Linked DNA regions of Macaca mulatta: all the other regions are linked to region 1. Evidence: chromatin contacts called from public Hi-C data. All regions are on one chromosome and are shown on one strand. Each heading gives the region's core, a stretch centred on a gene start, on an enhancer-like site or on the middle of the called end of the contact. The rest is flanking DNA. Distances are from core to core; before and after follow the strand shown.

Evidence for each region. Hi-C and Micro-C count contacts between places; a contact is called where the count stands out from the background.
Region 2: a contact with region 1 is called in a Hi-C map of fetal cortex germinal zone, with 4 times the contacts expected there. The contact joins the promoter of NEMF here to the promoter of VCPKMT in region 1. A contact is called at or near these places in 3 of 14 Hi-C or Micro-C datasets (fetal cortex germinal zone, fetal cortical plate and liver).
Region 3: a Hi-C map of cortical neurons shows a contact between it and region 1, with 7 times the contacts expected there. The contact joins the promoter of DNAAF2 here to the promoter of VCPKMT in region 1. A contact is called at or near these places in 2 of 14 Hi-C or Micro-C datasets (cortical neurons and fetal cortex germinal zone).

What each region holds. Positions count from the first base shown.
Region 1 is chr7:123,350,243-123,354,466 of T2T-MMU8v2.0, forward strand. It overlaps VCPKMT (valosin containing protein lysine methyltransferase), which reads right to left and starts at 2,036. Exons shown (of 6, transcript NM_001266438.1): 1 at 1,768-2,036; 2 at 1,550-1,660; 3 at 1,317-1,389. The coding sequence starts at 2,033. SOS2 (SOS Ras/Rho guanine nucleotide exchange factor 2) reads right to left here. Exons shown (of 23, transcript NM_001260585.1): 23 at 2,639-4,224. The coding sequence ends at 3,851.
Region 2 is chr7:123,083,090-123,086,991 of T2T-MMU8v2.0, forward strand. It overlaps NEMF (nuclear export mediator factor), which reads right to left and starts at 2,057. Exons shown (of 32, transcript XM_077940964.1): 1 at 1,916-2,057; 2 at 787-889. The coding sequence starts at 1,974.
Region 3 is chr7:122,851,652-122,855,786 of T2T-MMU8v2.0, forward strand. DNAAF2 (dynein axonemal assembly factor 2) reads right to left here and starts at 1,782. Exons shown (of 2, transcript XM_002805231.4): 1 at 1-1,782. The coding sequence starts at 1,782.

The DNA of each region.
Region 1 (4,224 bases), core at 786-3,285:
TTATCCATCTTTGAATCAATTCAACAAAGTACATGTAATTAAAGCTCTAGGCTAGGTGTGGTGGCTCACACCTCTAATATCAACACTTCGGAAGGCAGAGATGAAAGATTGCTTGAAACCAGGAGTTCAAGACCAGCCAGGAAAATACAGCGAGAGACACCCCACCTCCACACACACCTTACAAAAAGTTGAAAAATTAGCCAGCATGCTGGTGCACACCTATAGTCCTAGCTATTGAGGAGGCTGAATGGGAGGACTGAGTCTCACGGGCTCAAGGTTACAGTGAGCTATGCTCACTCCACCGCATTACAACATGTGTGACAGAGCAAGACCCCTACCTTAAAACAAACAAAAACCCCTCTGTAACTAACGATTGGGTAAGCTCCTCTTAACTAAACCATGTGCTGATTTCGGTTTCCAGAAAAAGGATTCAGACAACTGCATTTTGGAGTTCTCATGGAAAAACAAATGTAATCAACTTTACTCAAGAGATTAATTTTATGTAATTTGAGATTTAAATAATCAACAATTTACCCTACAAAAGTTAAATCTGACCCTAACTTGGTTCAGTGCTAATTATTTTTAAAATAACTGATACCCACAACACTATACAAACTGATGCACCTTTTTTTTTTTTTTTTTTTTTTGAGACGGAGTTTCGCTCTTGTTGCCCAGGCTAGAATGCAACGGCACTATCTCAGCTCACTGCAACCTCCACCTCCCGGGTTCAAGCGATCCTCCTGCCTCAGCCTCCCAAATAACTGGGATTACACGCATGCACCACCACGCCAGGCTAATTTTGTATTTTTAGTAGAGACAAGTTTTGTCATGTAGGTCAGGCTGGTCTCGAACTTCCGACCTCAGGTGACCCACCCGCCTTGGCCTCCCAAGTGCTGGGATTACGGGGGTGAACTACTGCGCCCGGTCCAAACTGATATTTAAAGCAAAGAACAGTGAATTATTTACAACTTAATTCTCAATGTCATGGTTAACATGTTCCCTGGGAACAACCAAGGGAAAAAGAGACGATTTTGGCTTTTCATAACATCCAATTGACAAAATCCTTTAAAAATTTTTACAGAAGCCGTGAGTAAAATGCATGTAACACTTTTCTCAACATGCTTCACCAGGCCGGTATGTTAATGATGAGCATATATACAAATGGTCCATGGTGACTTTTATCTTTTCTTTACTGCATCAACTATAAGGCAAATCCCGGATTCAAAGATGTTAAAATGTGAAGAAACGTGTGCTTCAGAATCCATGAAATATGGTTCATCTTCTAAATGAAGGTATTTCACTCACTGAATACTTACCTCTTCATAGTATATGCAGTCGGCCATCAGTATATAGTCGGGTGGAGAAGGAAAGCCTTCTATTTCTTCCCCCCTTAAAAATGTCAAACAAATATTTCAATTGTTGTTTTAATAATTCAAAATACTCTTGTTTTATAAAGAACCGAAAAGTCTCCGTCCATCCTTTTAATGAAACGCAATTTAAAACAAACTACAAATCGATATCTTAAAACAAGCTGAAAGGCCATACAAACCATTTCAGTACCTTGGCTTGAACAGAACCAGTGACAAGATGCTTGTTCATATTAATATTCATCTTCAGCAAGTCTTGCAATTCCTCAAGATCGGTGACTACAACATCAGCCCTATAAAATAACGTCGACTGAGGTGTAAGCACAGGCGGGAAAACCTGTAATCTGGATTTCTCCAGCAAGAAGGTGCCCCCACATCCCGCCCGCCCGTCAGCTCTTACCCAAGGGTAGCGGCCATGAGCCCCACGGCCCCGGTACCCGAACCCAGCTCCAGCACCGACCGCCGGCTCAGCGCGTGGGCCCCGTCACCAGAAAACTCGGGCGTTTCCAGGTATTTAGAAAGGACAATGGCAGCGTCCCAAACAACGCAACCCACGCCGCCGGAGCCATACTGCTGTAGTCGTAGCACCGTACCATCCCGCTTCTCCAACACGCGCACAAAGCTCCCCAGTGGGTCCTCCAGCGAGGACTCCGGCGTAGCCGCCATCGCGGCCGGCAACAGAAAGCGGCGCGCGCAGGCACGTCACATCAGCGCGCACCGCCCCGCCCTGCGGCTCCGCCCCCTCCCCGCGGCTGAGTTGACGCAGCAGCGCGCGTGAGTTAACAAAGCCCGGAAGGCGGCGTTACCTGGGCGGGGCCGAATGTGGGGCTCCGCCTTTCCCGACGGGCTTGGCAGCCCCCGCTCTACTCTAAATCACACGTTTGGCTTAACGAAGAGGCCGTTTAAATCACTTTTCTTGACAAAACTACTATTATAATCTGCTCTTTAAAAAACAAAGCCAACCTCAGAGTTTACCTAGTTGGAGACTTGATTTACAGAGTAGTTACAAGGCTTAAATGCAAGCAGCTTCCAAGATCCTACGAAAGATGGCTATAATCTTACAATCTTCCTTTTCAAGTTCCTAGTATGCTCCTAGTTTTTTGTATGAATTCAAAAAAGTGGTTGCTAGAAGCCTGCAGCTCACATTTAACACTGAAGAAAAATGTGTGTGTGTGTGTGTGTGTGTGTGTGTGTGTGTGTGTGTGTCTCTCTACAGGACTCAACAATCTCCCCCTTTGTTCCTTATAATGAAAACACATATTTTAAAAGTCTTTTAAAATTAAGACTGGGGTGATTTATTAATCTTGTTAAGAACTCTGATACAAAGCACAGTAAAAGGCCACAGACCAGTAAATAAACAACGTGGCTTTTGGCTACTTTACAACTGCTGCTACAGCACTATCAGCAAAACACTCTTTATCACTTTGAACAAAGGCATCCAAATGGCAAATAAAAGTTTTACTCACTTATCTGATTAAAACATTTAATAAAGCTTTAAGTATTTGCTGGTTTAAATATTACCAATCTAAAAAATATATTTAAAAAAAATTTCAGTTAACACGAGATTTATAGAGAAAGTTACTAGGTGTTGAAGGCAAGGCAGTTGGTTCCTATGCCATAGAATTTTTTTTGAATTTATGAATTAGTAAAGTAGCAGATTGTATTATAGGCCTCAAGTCACTTAAATTTATATAGATTAGCAGTATCTTTAAATATACAATATAAACAAAACTGTACATACATGGCATATTAACTGTTTTCCATAACAATAGGCAATTCATTAGCTAAAGACATCATAGTCTGCAAAAACAAAAGGCACATCTGAATGAGATACATGCCCTTTTTACCTCCATCATTGGGTTATGTAGTCTTTGATTACATTTTGACAAAATAATAAACACTTACAGTGCCATTCTATTATTTTCATCCTACTTTTCATTTTTGTCTTCAGCAGCAAATACCGGCATTTAAGACATGGAATTAAAGAGTTTAAGAACAGTTGGTGTTATTCACAATTCTCCTAGATGTAAAAACTAGAAGTAAAAACTAGAAGATGGTCAAAGAGGTCTAAAAATCAGTAACACCATATACCCCTCCCATATTTGTGTAAATTCACTGCCTTAAAAAGGCATCTATTACTCAAATTTGAAAAATTTCACAAAAGCACTATCCCTTTTCAGTGCAATCATGTCACTGTAAACCATATTTTTGCAGAGTTTACAGTGCAAATATAAATTCTTTATACTGGCCTTTTGGCAGCACTGAGGATCCAAGACAAGGCAATGCTACTGATCACCTGAGGATAATGGTGAAGGACTTTTGTATTTTTATTTTTCCAATTCTTAAAAGCTTATTTGATCAGTAGCATTTTTGTAAGAGCATTATTTGTAAAAAGTACTAAAATACTATGTCTTTTTTTGAATAAATTAAAAAAAAAACTTTACAAATACCATTCCAGTGTCAATGACTACATATGGCTAAGGTCATTGGGGAGTTTCTGCATTTTCTACCAAAGGCAGTCTGTACAATGGGGGGTGCGAAAGCTCCCGTTTGTAAGTCTTTGGTGGCAGTTTTGGCAGATGAGGGCTTGAATTCTGCCTTGGTGGAACAGGGGGAGCTGGAGGATGAGCAAGATTATTCTGACTAGAACTGAGCACATAGCATCGACGTGGTACCCTTGGAGAGGGTGTGCTAGGAGGAGTGCTTGGCGAATTTGGACACGTACTGTCTCTGAGCCAGTCTGAATCTCTGTGAAGATGCCCCAGTGGAGGTGGCTGAAGATTAAATGGACAGTTTATAAAGTGTTCTGGAGGCCGAAGGGGAACCGGTGGAGGGGTATCAGGAAGAGGATCTCTTG
Region 2 (3,902 bases), core at 807-3,306, 270 kb before region 1:
ACGATTCACAAAAGTAAGCTCTGGAAGATAAGACTAGGAAAAAAAGGTGGGGCAGGGAGGAGGAAGAACACAGAAAGCCAAGAATGTTAGGCTATAGAATATGGATTTAGAAATTAGGAAACCATAAAAGATAACTAATGAAAATTATACTTTAAAAAAATTAATGTTGGGCCAGGCGTGGTGGCTCATGCCTGTAATTCCAGCACTTCAGGAGGCTGAGATGGGCGGATCACCTGAGGTCAGGAGTTCGAGATCAGACTGGCCAACATGGTGAAACCCCATCTCTACTAAAAATACAGAAATTAGCCGGGCCTACTGGCATGCACCTGTAATCCCAGCTACTCAGGAGGCTGAGGCAGGAGAATCACTTGAACCTGGGAGGCAGAGGTTGCAGTGAGCCAAGACTGTGCCACCGCACTCCAGCCTGGGTGACAGAGCGAGACTCCGTCTCAAAAAAACAAACAAACAAAAACAAAACATTAACGTTGGTCTAATTTAGAATTGTTTTGACGCGGAAAAGTGGACTACAGTTAAGGAACTGTAAGGCTGAATGTGATAAAAGTTTGAACTCTAATAGTGACTGTGGAAACAAGATCTGGAGCAGAACAGGATGTGAAAGGTAATGGGGAGAAGTCAACCAATAAATATTCACTTTATTCAACCCATTATCTGTCAACCACTCCCTTTACCTTCATTTCATCTGCACTTTATTCGTAACAGTGAAGGAAACCCCAATTAAAAACTTTGAGCAATCTTAAAATTTAGCTTCAAGTGTAACAAGTTTACCTTCATGGCAAAACTAGACGGCATCATATTCTTAGGCCACTCAAATTCTGTTGTATGAATTCGTATGCCAGATTCAAGTAAAAGTGTAGCTTTAAAGTCTGGCCTGTAGAAGAAAAAAGTCAAATTTTTCTTCAGGGTATACGCCAAAGCTAACTGAAACAAGACTTAAAATGTAGGTAAAAAAAAAAAAAATCAGTAATCTCACACTTAATCGCCAAAGAGAAAATAAGCCTATAAAATGTTCTTACTTTTGAAGACGAATAAGGTATGTCTTATTATCCACATCATAAACATTGTTTACTCTCATTCCTAGCAAGCTGCAAAGATAAAGGAAACATGTAACATACCACACTATTGTTTGAAACATAAAACTACACATAATTTAATAAAAGCTTCCAAAGAGCGGATCTCAGTCTCTAAGGATACGGAGTCAGCCGGGGAGCAGAGTCTGAAAGCCATCTGGGCATTCAGCTCAAAGCTTAAGAGTAACGATTTTAAAACAAAAGTGGTCTATCAGCTCTAGGAACACCACACTATAGCTTGCGTCTTCCAAATGACCCAATTTTGGGAGAGAAATACAGTGAAATATAATCCAATTAATTTATTACAAGGGAGAAAAAAAAGAAAAGAGGGCCTCGAAAACATGACAAAGCTCACACGGCTGACTAATAGAATCCAGACTAGAATCCAGATCTCAGTCCAAATCTGCTCAACCCAGCTAAAACGGCGATGTTCTCTCTCTTTTGGGTGAGGGGCGGGAGGTGTTCAAGAAACCAAGCCTCCAGTCTGGAAACCTCTGGAGCAAACGACCACTCTGGCGTCTCACGTTTTACCAAACGTTTCCTGCCCGACCCGGACAACCCAGGCCAACAATGCAAGAACGTCGCGCTAGTGGGGCAAGCCAGAGAGCTGGAAGGACGCGGGGGACGGGGCACGAGGTGCCTGGGACCCCCAGGGTATCCTAAGGGCCAAAGGAAATACACCACACGCCTGCCCACTCAGGCCTAGACAGGTCCACAGACGCACTAAGAAATAAGGAAACACATCAAGCTGGTCTGTTTGCGCCATGGGACCCCGGCCTCTGCCTCCTGCAATCCCCGCACGAGCCTGGTCACTTAGGGGACTGTACCTAGCGTTCAGCTCCGCGAGTACGGCGCGGAGGTCAATGGTGCTAAAGCGGGTCTTCATGGCGAGGTCCGAGGGTCACTACCGCAATTTCCTCTACTGCCCGGCCGGACTCGACACCGCTTCTCTTCCGCGCAGGCGCACTTGGCGGAGATCTACGGCCGCGCAGAAGACCCAATATTCCTTGAGGCGAACGTATTCGTGTCCCTTTTCTGAAGATTTCTATTGTCAAGTTGTAGTTGACTCTCTTCATTATACCAAAACAATTCGAATAAAGATCCAAACTGTTCTCCTGAAACTGTGCATTCCTTCCTGGAACCCTCACGGGCCAGTCTGGTTACCTTGCCCCCTTGTGTTTCGGGCTCAAGCCAGCCTTCATAGTGACCCCTGCTGGTCGAAACAATTTTCGAGACAATTAACAGGAGTATTTCCCCACAGGCGGGCTGTAGGGCTCAGTGCAGAAGAGCAAGGACCCCTTCCTGCGCGCTTACTTTGACATAAGATTTTGAAATGTAACGAAACGGAACCGCTTCGGTCCTTCTAAGATTATCCTCAACTATCAAGGCGAACTCTCAAAACGGAGTTCCTATTTTGATGGGTCCTGCTCTCCGAAGGGGCATTCTGCAGTTGTTTACAGTATTCTCTTCAAACCTCGGTCTTGGTACCCCTGAGACGCAGCGCAGTACCTGGTATACAACCGGTGCTCCATAAACACTTGGCAACATGAATATGCAAGTGTTTAGCTAGATAATGGTGAATACGATAAAAATAAAAATAAGATTCCCAACGGGAGTGGGGTGGGAGGGGGGATTCACAGTGTAGTGAGGAAAATAATCTTGTAAGAATGTAAATTTTGCATTTATTTTGTCTTAGGATAGATGTATGGGAAGAAAGGATACTTTATAAGGTGAGAACTCAAAAGAGGCAGGGTCTCACTATGTTGCCCAGGCTGGAGTGCAGTGGCTATTCACAGGCGCGATCCCACTACTGATCAGCACGGGAGTTTTGACCTGCTCCGTTTCCGACCTGGGCCGGTTCACCCCTCCTTAGGCAACCTGGTGGTCCCCCGCTCCCGGGAGGTCACCATATTGATGCCGAACTTAGTGCGGACACCCGATCGGCATAGCGCACTACAGCCCAGAACTCCTGAACTCAAGGGATCCTCAAGCCTCAGCCTCCCGAGTAGCTGGGACTACAGGCACGCGCCACCGCGCCCGGCGCTTGGCGTCGCTGCAAAGAGCTGCCCTCTAGAGGCTTGCAGGTTACACACGGTAGCAACCAGAATTCCTACCACCAGAAGGCGACTCTAAACAGAAAGGGCGCCGCTGCTATTTCAGAACTGGTACCAGTGGATGCAAAAATGACTATAGCACATACTGCACAGCATTACTGTCATACGGTACAGTAAACCATACAGAATGGCCCAAAATATGAAAGCATTGGCGAGAATGTGGAGAAAAGGGAACTTTTGTATGCTGCTGATGGGAATGTAAATTAGTAGAGCCATTGTACAAAACAGTATGAAGGCTCCTCACAAAATTAGGAAAAGAATTACCATGTGATCTAGCAACAAAATCACTATCCTGAAGATACATGTTCATGTTCATTGCAGCTTTATTCACAATAGTCAGGATATAGGGATAATCTACTTTTCATCAATGGATGAACGGATAATGAGTGCAAATATATATGTACACACACACACATACATACTGTGGAATATTATTCAGTTTTTTAAAAAGAAATAAATCTTGCTGTTTGCAACTGGCATGGATTTAACAACATGGATGAATCTGGATGACATTATGCTAAGTGAAATAAGCCAGACACAAAAAGACAAATACTGCATGATCTCACTTATACGTGGAATCTAGAAGTTTCTCATAGAAACAGAGAGTAGAAATGTGGTTTCCAGCACTTGGGAGGTGGGGGAAATGGGAAGATACTGGTCAAAATGCACAAACTTTCGGTTATAAGTGGAATAAGTTCTA
Region 3 (4,135 bases), core at 532-3,031, 500 kb before region 1:
CACAGGTTCTGTGGTACTCAATTTATTCTCTGGAGCAAATTGCAAAAAGAAGGAATAAACTAAGTCTTGTGTGGAGAAGCGTAATTTGTACCAGAGGGGATTCAAATCTCCTTGAAGACTTTGCGGCTGGATCCGAGGCACCTGAATGAGCAGAGTCAAGGTTTCTTTGTCCTGATTACACAGTAACGGAGGACACAAAGGCTCCCCGCTCTTGGTCCCGGGACCACCCATGGCGCGGGCTGAGGGCTCGCAGCGCTTGCCCTCCGACTCCGCGCGCGTCTCCACACCGGTATCTCCGCGCGCACTCTCTCTTCCCGCATAAGACTCCCAGGCAAGGCCCCGGCAGGACGTACAAAGGGAGCCTCCGCCACCAGGTGAGTTCTCTCCTCCGGAAGATGGTTCCTCCACGCTGCCCGGCGGCGACCCCGCGTGCGTGCTCAAGTCCTGCTCCCCCGGCTTGGGGACACGTTCCTCTCCAGCGCCGGCCGGCGGGGACGCCACCTTGGGGTAGCCCACGGTGGTGACCCCAGAGCTCGCAGCCCCAGCCACGCAGGTATCGCGGCCTCCGTCCTCGGCGGGACTCCCCACGGGTCCCGCCTCCCCCTCGTGAACGGAAGTGCAGGCCTGGCCATCAGTTCCGGACGGGTCCAAGGACTCTTCCGGCGTGGCGGCGGCGACTGCGCCGGCGACGGCGGGATCCCGGCGCGCGGCCGGTAGTACCACTGGCAGCGTAACCACCAGCTGCCGCCGGGCCTTGTTGAATTGTGCCTTGCCGCGGCCGTCGTCCACTGGGTACGGGAGCGATAGTCGCAGCCGGTAGTCGGGTTTCCTTGAGTCGAGGCACAGCAGCTTTCCCGTCACCTCCAGCGCCGCCTGCGCGGCCGAGCGCAACAGCGGCAGTTCTATGGTGACCACCAGCTCATGGGGTACGGGGCTCGGGGCTGAGTCCCGGGAGCAGCGGTAATCCTGGAGGTCCACGTGGTGGCGCTGCACCACGCTGTAGCGGGGCTCAGTGGGGGCGGGCTGCAAGGCCGCTTCCGGAGGGGAGGGCACCCGGGGCCCGTGGGTTGCAGAGTTCCCGGAGGTTGCCGGGTACTGGTAGGGGTAGGGGAAGTCCGGGAGAGGACCCTTCGGCTCCTCCTCAGGCCTGGCCAGGATGACCCCGGGCAGGGGTGTGCGCAGCACCGCAGCCTCGGGGGTCCCCTTATACTTGGCTTTCAGGGTCTTGGCATTCCTGCGGTCCAGCTTCACGCCGAACTGCTTCTCGACTGCCTCCAGGGCCGTAGCGTCCAGCATCTGGCGGAAGCCCTCGTGCCGCCGGGCCAGCGCTAGCGCGTCTGGATGGAAGACCACGTCGTAGACCATGTATCGGCTGCTGTTGCGCCCCGCGTACTCACGGCCTGGCGCCAAGCTGTAGGGCAGGGACCAGTGACTGCCAGGAGCTGCTCCCCGGTCGTCATCGGAGCCGGGCCGGCTGCTGGGCGCGCCCACCAGCGCATTGCTGCAGACGTTCACGAAGCAGCGCCGTGTCTCGTCCAGGCTGGTGCGCAGCACGTGCCCCGGCTCCGGGTGCACGAACCGCACCTCCACCCCGCGCTCACGCTCTAGCGCGGTGATCTCCGCCTCGTAGCGCCGCCGGTTCTCCGGGTTGGTGAGCTCCTCGGCGTACTGGGAGAACATTCGCCGGAACTCCGGGTCCTGGAAGGCGGAGGTGAGCCGCTGGACCTCCTCTCCACTCAGGTCTAAGTCCTCCAGCGACGAGGAGGCCTCCGCTTTGGCCATACTGCCCTGTGGCTTCTCGCCCTCTGGCCAAGGGGGATCAATCTGAGACTGGCTTGGGGGATCCGCCTCAGAGTCTCTTGGCAGCCGAGAGTGACGCGGTGGAGATCAGTAACGGCTGGAAAATTGAGCCTTGAGCAGCGCGTGCTTGTTGCCATAGTGACACCACTAACATTCGGGAGGAGGGGTAGAAATCTTGGTGGAATAGGCTGGGCGCGTGGTTCAGGCCTGTAATCCCAGCACTTTGGGAGGCCGAGGTGGGCGGATCACGAAGTCAGGAGATTGAGACCATCCTGGCTAAAACGGTGAAACCCCGTCTCTACTAAAAATACAAAAAAATTAGCCGGGCTAGGGGGCGCCTGTAGTCCCAGCTACGTGGGAGACTGAGGCAGGAGAATAGCGTGAACCCGGGAGGCGGAGCTCTTGCAGTGAGCCGAGATCGCGCCACTGCACTCCAGCCTGGGCAACAGAGCGAGACTCCGTCTCAAAAAAAAAAAAAAAAAAAGGAAATAATGGTGGAATAGTGGAAATGCCAGAAATAGCCCTCTTAGATTCTTCAAACTAACTCACCGCTGTACTTTCTCTGTTTTATAGATTCCTGTGCCATAGTGCAGTTACTTACTTCTGCAGAATAACTATCGTAGTAACTGTCATAATTTCCAGCATTACGTGCATTATCCCATTCATTGCTCACACCACTAAAAGATAAAAACCTCATCCCCCTTTCACAAACAAGATGGGACCTGAGAAGTTGAACCAAGGTCACATAGCCAGTGTATTCAACAGGCGAATCCAAACCTAAGTTTATCTGCGTTTTTCACTTTGCTAAACCAACATTTCAATCTTTTTTGTTGTTGTTGAGATAGTCTCACTCTGTCTCCCAGGCTGGCATGCGGTGGCGAGATCTTGGCTCACTGCAGCTTTAGCTTCCCGGGTTCAAGCAATTCTCCTGCCTCAGCCTCCCAAGTAGCTGGGATTACAGGTGCCTGCAACCACGCCGGGCTAATTTTTGTATTTTTAGTAGAGATGGGGTTTTACCATGTTGGCCAGGCTGGTCTTGAACTCTTGACCTCAGGTGATCCACCCTCCTCGGCCTCCCAAAATGCTGGGATTACAGACGTGAGCGATGGCGCCCGGCCAACCTTTCAATCTCAGTGTTCCTCCTTTGCATTTTCTGGCGATTCCACTATAATATTTACCCAGTAAAAACTCATTTAGGGCAAGACATATGGGCAGGGTGTTCATAAACAATTGCCAGTGGCCCGTGAACATATAAGACTACATTAATAATAAAAATGCAAATATACCACATTTAAACTACCAAAATAGCAAAGATCCTTATAGTTACTGTGTTTCCTTGGGGTGGGAGTAGACTTTAGTAAAATCTTTTTAGAAAGCAGTTGTGCAATTGTATCAACACCATTTATTCATTTGTGTATGTATGTATATATTTTTGAGACAGGGTCTCACTCTGTTGCCCAGGCTGGAGTGCAGCTTCAACCTCTCCGGGGCTCAAGCAGTACTCCTGCCTCAGCCTCCCAAGTAACTGGGACTACAGGCATGCGCCACCATGCCTGGCTAATTTTTTAAGTTTTTGTAGAGATAGGGTTCTCACTGTGTTGCCCAGGCTGGTCTCCAACTCCTGGATTCAGATGATCCTCACACCTTGGCCTCCCAGAGTGCTAGGATTATAGGCGTGAGCCACCACACCAGGTCCAAAACCCTTTTTTTTTTTTTTTTTTTTGAGGCTATCTCACTCTTTTGCCCAGGCTGGAGTGCAGTGGTGCAATCATGGCTCACTGCAACCTCCGCCTCCCAGGTTCAAGCAATTCTCGCTGCCTCAGCCTCCCAAGTAGCTGGGATTACAGTCACTCACCACCACATCCGGCTAAGTTTTGTATTTTTAGTAGAGATGGGGTTTCACCATGTTGGCCAGGCTGGTCTCCCACCTTTGACCTCAAGTGATCTGCCCACGTCAGCCTCCCAAAGTGCTGGGATTACAGGCATGAGCTACCGCGCCTGGCCTAAAACCTTTCTAATGTGCTTTTTTTTTTTCACCCAAATGCCCTTAGAGTATTTGACACAATACTCTTAGAACATTCTCAAGGTGACATCATTTATGATTCTAAAGGTTTGAGAAGAATCTACAAATTCAGCAATGGAACTGATTGAGCAGGTTTTGGTAGAGCCACACAACAGAATTTTGTACAACCATTGAAAATGATCATATGGAAGTATGCTTATTTACTGGAGTAGTTATTTATTCATTGGTAATTGGTCAATTCAGTGATCATTTTTCTATTCTCAGCAACATTTAACACAGTTGATGTTGGCATTACCTCAGTGACAAGACACT